Linked DNA regions of Gossypium hirsutum: region 2 is linked to region 1. Evidence: chromatin contacts called from public Hi-C data. All regions are on one chromosome and are shown on one strand. The core of a region is the stretch at or near the end of the contact, and the rest is flanking DNA. Distances in the headings are between cores, read along the strand shown.

The links. A called contact is a pair of places that touch in the nucleus more often than the background predicts.
Region 2: a contact with region 1 is called in a Hi-C map of leaf, with 2.6 times the contacts expected there. The contact joins two enhancer-like sites. A contact is called at or near these places in 10 of 34 Hi-C or Micro-C datasets (anther, hypocotyl, leaf and 2 more).

What each region holds. Positions count from the first base shown.
Region 1 is chrA02:83,260,696-83,264,037 of Gossypium_hirsutum_v2.1, reverse strand. No RefSeq gene overlaps it. Among protein-coding and RNA genes, the nearest start is that of LOC107952367, 12 kb to the right of the region's middle. Within about 2 kb of position 1,542, at least 5 of the 9 cell types and tissues checked have an H3K27ac peak or open chromatin away from gene starts, as enhancers often do. A contact at or near this core is called in leaf, where this site is marked.
Region 2 is chrA02:83,306,949-83,310,290 of Gossypium_hirsutum_v2.1, reverse strand. No RefSeq gene overlaps it. Among protein-coding and RNA genes, the nearest start is that of LOC107952367, 58 kb to the right of the region's middle. Within about 2 kb of position 1,495, at least 1 of the 9 cell types and tissues checked has an H3K27ac peak or open chromatin away from gene starts, as enhancers often do. A contact at or near this core is called in leaf, where this site is marked.

The DNA of each region.
Region 1 (3,342 bases), core at 293-2,792:
CGTCGATAACCTCAATACGAATCTGAAGCTTTTTTCGACCAAAAAATATGTAAACGAACCGATGCAACAAAAACAATCCAAGAAGAAAATGAAAGAAAATTGATTGTGCGAAAAAGAATTAAGAAAAGAAGAAGAAGAAGAAGAGCAAAAGAAAAAAAAAGTGTGACGGAGGAAAAAGAGAACGTGAAAAATGAAAAAGAAAATTTTACTTCCTTTTCCCAAAATAATAAAAATACAATTAAAAATAAATAAGTAAATATTTTTAATTTAAAAAAAAATTGAAGTTGCATAAAAAAAATTTCTCAAAACACACACAAGGACTCGAACCCAATTTTCTGATCTAGCCACTAACCCTACTTATAAATCTCAAAACTCCTAACCCTAAAATTAGGGGTGTTACAAAAATAAACTTAAATTAAAATTTTATGAATTAGTCATTGAGTCAAAAAGAGAGAAAAAAGTTAGTATGAAAGTTTTTATGGAAAGATAGAAAAAAAACAATATACATCATAGACAAAAACCATTTTGATACTGGGACTTAGAACAACAATAGAAAGATAAGAAAATAGGTTTTATTTTTGTCAAGTCTATTTTTTGGACCTATATTTTTATTCAAACCCTTCCATTTTTTGAGTAAGGTTTCGAGCATGAACGAATAATCCGATCCATGATCAACTCCAATCTTGTACATGGACTCATCTTTAGTTAGGTTGATTTGTTTTTACTTTTGAAATAATAAATGTACATGTTTCTGGTAGACAAAAAAAAATCTTTAAAAAGCCCTCTAACATGTTTTTCTAGTTACAAATCAAAATAAAAATCATAAAAATATTGAATATTCAGGCATGGATTAAAAATTTTTAGTAAATAAAATAAATAATAATTTACCCAAATCAAATGTTTGAGAAAATACAAATAACTTATAAAACTTATGTGTAAAATCCTTGAGCCAATTTTATGATAAACAAATTTCACGGACTTAAATTATTAATAATAAAGTTAAATGGATTAAATTAAAGTTTTATAATGTATATGAAAATAGATGTTATGTTTGGTGATTTAATTTGTAAATTATTTGTTTTTTAAATATTAAATATGGTATCAAGGGTAGATCTTTATGGAGCTTAAGGGGCCTTGACTCTTCAAAATTTTGAGAAACTTTAATTTATTTAATTTTTTTTTGAACTTTTTAGATGACTTTAAGGCCTCTCAAAACTTAATCTCAAAAAATGCCATTGTATGACATATTGATTTGAATCCATATAAATGTAGAATTTTTTTTATTTCTCATGTTTCATTTTTTTTAAAGGAAAAACGACCCAAAGGTCAACCTTATCATTTTTTCTATAATATTTGCCATAAATCTCAATAACCCTATCCCTTTTTCACCGCCTGTTGTTGTGGTCCCAAAGATCTTTGACTTTTCTTTCATCATTAGTAAAAGTGGACCGACAAACCGACTCACCTTTGATGCCTTCAACCCCCCAATGATCCCGCCTAATATCAATCGTGACACCGTCGCCCACTTGCTATATAAAGCCGTCCTTTAACACTTCAATCGCCTTAGCAATACTCGCCCAGGTGAAAGACAGTTTATCACATTGTTTGTATCTGAACACGTCACCATCCGAGAAATATTTGGCACTTAACACTTTAAAACATAAAGCATCCTTTTGAGTCATAAGTCTCCAAACTTGTTTACCTAATAATGCCAAGTTAAACAGATGTAAATCTTGAAAGCCCATACCTCCCATTCCCTTTGGGTAACAAAGCCTATTCCAAGCCATCATAGCCCAGCCACGAGTCTTGTCATTATTAGTCCACCACATCCAATCCATTTGTGAATAAAGGTCCTCAATAATGCCTTTTGGGGCCAGAAAGACTGAGAAAGCATAAGTCGAAATAGCCTGAATAATGGCTTTCATGAAAACCTCTTTCCTTCCGTAAGATAGCTAGCGTTTTGACCAATGTTTATTCTGCAACTGCATTGATTAATAATGTTAGTAAAAGCTAATGATTTTTTTCTACTAACAGGTAACGGTAACCTTAGGTAGCTTATCAACAATACGCAAGCCAATCATAAAACTAAGTAGTTGCCTTTGGGCCAACGGGGTTTTCAGGCTAAACATAATCATAGATTTGTCCTTATTTACCTCTTGGCCCGAATCATAATTAAAATTTGCAATAATATTAACAATTCCTCCGCATCCCTTTTTCTATTACGAATAAAAAAAGAGTGCGTTGTTGACAAAAAAAAGATGATTAATACGAGACCCATTTATGCTAGCCTGAATTCCCTTAAGCATATTGTTTTTTTAGCACGAATTAACAGCTTTGAAAACGCTTCCATGCAAAATAAAAATAGGTAAGCAGAAAGAGGATCCCCTAATTGTCTCGGATAGGGTATAATTGCATTTGACAACATAATGGACCGATCGAATGCATCTCATTATTTTAGTCACCCAATCATTTGCGTAGCCCATTTTTTTCATACCTCTTCAATAAAAGTCCACTCCACCCGATCGTATGCTTTGCTCATATTAAGCTTAATTACAAAACCTTTGTTAGGCCCATTCTTTGCACTTTGGAGATAATGGACTAGCTCATGGGCAATTAAAATGTTGTCGTGGATCATCCTCCCCGGAACAAAGGTGCTCTGATTTTGGCTAATGCATAACGGGAGTGTCTCCTTCAGACGATTTGGAAGCAATTTGGCGACGATTTTGTACACTACCCTACAAAAACTGATCGGCCTAAAATTAGTCATATCCACATGCTCTTTAGTTTTAGGAATTAAAACAATAATAGTGTCATTTAAACAATCCACATTTTTCACACCCCTAAGAATATCATGACACAACTTAATAATATCCTCCCCCACCACTTCCCAGTTTTCTCTAAAAAATTCCCTGACAAACCGTCAATTCGCAGGGCTTTCCTAGGATCCATTTCACTAAAAGCTTCCTTAATTTCGTTATCTGTAAAATTCTTCAGCAGTCTGTCATTAACCTCCCTTGAAATACATCTCTCTACATAGTCAAGGTTTAGCACAGTATTAGAATTTAAATTTGACTAGAATAAATTTTGAAAATACTCACTGATCGCCTTACATATATCCGCTGTGTTCTCTCTCCAGTATCCATTCATATCTTTAGGTCTAGCAATGTTGTTGTTTTTTTCTTTCTATTCGTGGCTCTAATGTGAAAAAACCGAGTATTCTTGTCCCCCTCTAACCAATTGATCCTAGACCGTTGAGCCCAATACTTCTCCTTTTTATCCAACAGATTACCAAGCTTCAATCTCATAGCTTTAAGCTTTTTTCCCACGTAAATGCTACCCTGG
Region 2 (3,342 bases), core at 246-2,745, 46 kb before region 1:
GAATGAAACTTTTTTCCCTTCCAATTGTTATTACGATTGAAAAAAGAGAATTTCTTGTTAGGGTTAGGGTTAGGGTTTTGGTTTGGGTCCTGAGATTGCCAAAGCTTGTAGCTTCGATTCAACATCATCAGAGGTGGTGGTTGAGTCATCATCTGAGGACTGGAGTTTATAGGCTGCGACTGAGACACCTCCAATTGATTCATCGCCTGAGAGTTGGCCGCCGACGCCATCAACTAATGAGACCGATTCATCATCTGCGGCTAAACTGAAACTTGGACCTGAACTGTGTTCATCATCATTTATGGTGGATGATTCATCATCTGAGCCTGATCGTTCATTTTCTTTTATAAAATAAAATGAAAAATGAAATCAAAGAAATCCGAAGAAAAAAAAGAAACCCTAATTTTTCAGTTTTAGAATTGAAATTAGCAGCCAGATCAAACGGTTTACTACTAATCTGTTAATTTCCTTTCGGTTCTTTTAGTTTTCCTCAATCTAAAAATGAAAATTAAGAAAGAAAATGAGAAAAAATTTTGTTAAATAGATGACTTCATCTATGACGTCATGTGCTTATGTGGCATGCTACATGGGCTATTATGTTGACCGTTAAAACTAGGTTGATTTCTTAAAAAAATCATAATGTTGAGGGTGTTAATCAAAAAATAAAAAGGTCAAAGGCATAAAACCAAAACCCCCAAACGTTGAGGTTTTTTTTTTTTACAATTATACCTTAAAATAATGTTTTGGTTAAGTGGTAGATTTAAGGTTTTACTAATATAATTGGCACTGGCTTAAATCTCATCATATGTATATTTTTATTGGTCTTTATTGAAATAAAAAGACTAAAATGTCCTCGAATAATATAACTTATTTTAATTAAGAAATGACATTTTCGTAATTTTTCTACCCGAGTTGGTGCTTGGTTAACTCGTGACACCAACTTAGTTAAGAACTTAAATAATAGTATAGAAACACAAATTTGGTGAGAAAAACATTTTATATTAAAATTTTATTTTTTTAAGTTTTTATATTAAAAGTTTATTTTTTTAAGTTTATTTAAGAATTATTAATAGTATAGTGGTAAAGAATTTGTTCTTAAAGTCATTAAACATGGGTTTAATTTCTAGACATATTAATTTTAGTTCTTTTATTCTAAAACTATAAAATAGTATGAAAAGACAAAAAGGTCATGAAAATAATAATACTAGTCATTTAATAAAAATGTATATTAGTCATTTCCTAACCGATTTTGTACATGGTTAACTCATGATGCCAACTCATGATGCCAACTTTGACAGAAATTTTATTAATAGTATAGATTTTAATTTTTAATTTTTAATTTTTTTTTGTAATTTTCTTCGTATTTGCTCATGAGATCAATTATAAATTATTTAAAATAAATAAAAATAATATATAGTAGTAAATTAGCAGTTGAAATCTCCACAGCGATTCACTTATTCTTGAGTTTGGGTGCAAAATGGGGTGGATGGTGCTTTTGCGGGAGCCTTAATGAAAGAACCATCTCACTGCACTATTTTGGGCTTCTTCGAATCTCATGTTATTTAAGGCCATTTAAGCCCAAATGTTTGGGCTTGAACAAGTAATGAGATTCCTTTCCTCGTTTTAAACTAATCATAGTAAGGCAGAAAATTAATTTCAGTCCCTTAACATTTACTTCTTTTATCATTTTGGACTTTTTTTAATCACTTTAACCTTTAACCTTTAAATTTAGTCTAATTATTTTTTTCAGAAAAATTGATTAAATTGTTAAAATTTTAATGGCACATATGTGTACTTTATTGCTGACATTGATAATTTTTTTTAAAAAAAGTTATATGAATTTTTTTGAATTTTAATATATTTTTAAATTTTTTATAAAGTTACACGTGAATTACCATGTGAATTTCCACGTTAGTTTTGTTAAAATTTTATTAGTTCGGTTAATTTTTTCATCCAAAAAATTATTTTGACTTAAATTTTAAAGGTTTTTCTTGTCAAAGTGATCCAAAAATAATAATATGCACTAAAGTGAAAAAAAAGATAAACGTTAGGAGCTAAATTTAGCATTATTCTAAATAATAATGTATTCTTTTTGCAAAAAAAAATCATTTTTGAATAATATTTAATATTTTCTCATGCTAGTTTTACCCAAAAAGAAAATTTAAAAATGATTTATTGGTCAACAAAAAATAAAGCTAATTTTTTCATAAAATAACTCATTATATGTAACATGAATCGAGCTAAATAAATTATATTAATAATATATTTTAATTTTAAAATTATTTAAAACATATTAAAATAAAATTATTTAAAATATTTAAGAATTATTTTTATATTATAGTTTTCAATATTAGTGAACATACATATCTATCTGTTAATAATTTATAATATAGTATTCTTTATATTAATAATAGATAATAAATTATTAATATAATTAATACTAACTATTATTTTGATAAAGTTATTTAAAATATTATAAAACTAATATTTTATTGAGAAAAGTTTTATAATACTATTTTAATAATAAATGTATAGATTATAATTTATAAATTTTTAAAAATAAATGTTTCAAAATATAAATAAATATTAATATTTTAATAATATAAACATTAATATAAATAGCATTAGTAACATTACAAAATTTCTAGTTAGACACATAGCACTATTCCGGCGATAGAGATAATGAATTGGTGAGAAAAATTGAAAAATGAGTCAGATTAAAGGAATCTTATAAAAGATAAGTTGATAATTGAGATGGAAATCTATGAAAAGAATTTTATAAAAGATAAGTTGATAATTGAGATGGAAATCTATGAAAAGAATTTTATAAGTGAAAACGTGACAAAAGGATTAAATTACAAATATTGAAAAGTTTAAGGACTAAGTGTAAATATGATCAAAATAGGATAAGTGAGTTATTATTGATGAATTGGTATAAGAATAAGATGAAATATATATTGGTCTGATGGAAATCACTTTGGAAACCAAATTGGAAGAAATCCAAATGTACATGGATTAAATTGTAAATTTCTCAATTTATCAAAAGGGTAAAAATAAGTAATTTTCACCATCAATAGATTCATATTAAAGGTTATATGTGAATTATGAAATTTGGTTGTGATAGTTGCCTAGTATGGTGAAGATATTGTGTTTGGAAGAGTTAAATTGTAACAGCTTGATGTTTGAGCACTTAATTTAGCAAAAAGGACTAAATTGTAAAAAAGTGCAAAAGTTGAGTTCTACATGCTAGAGGTGTCTAATTGTTATGGGATTTTAAATTGAAGGTTCTTAGATGGTAATTAGACCATTTTACTTTAAGTTTGACAAAAATAGACATGAGGT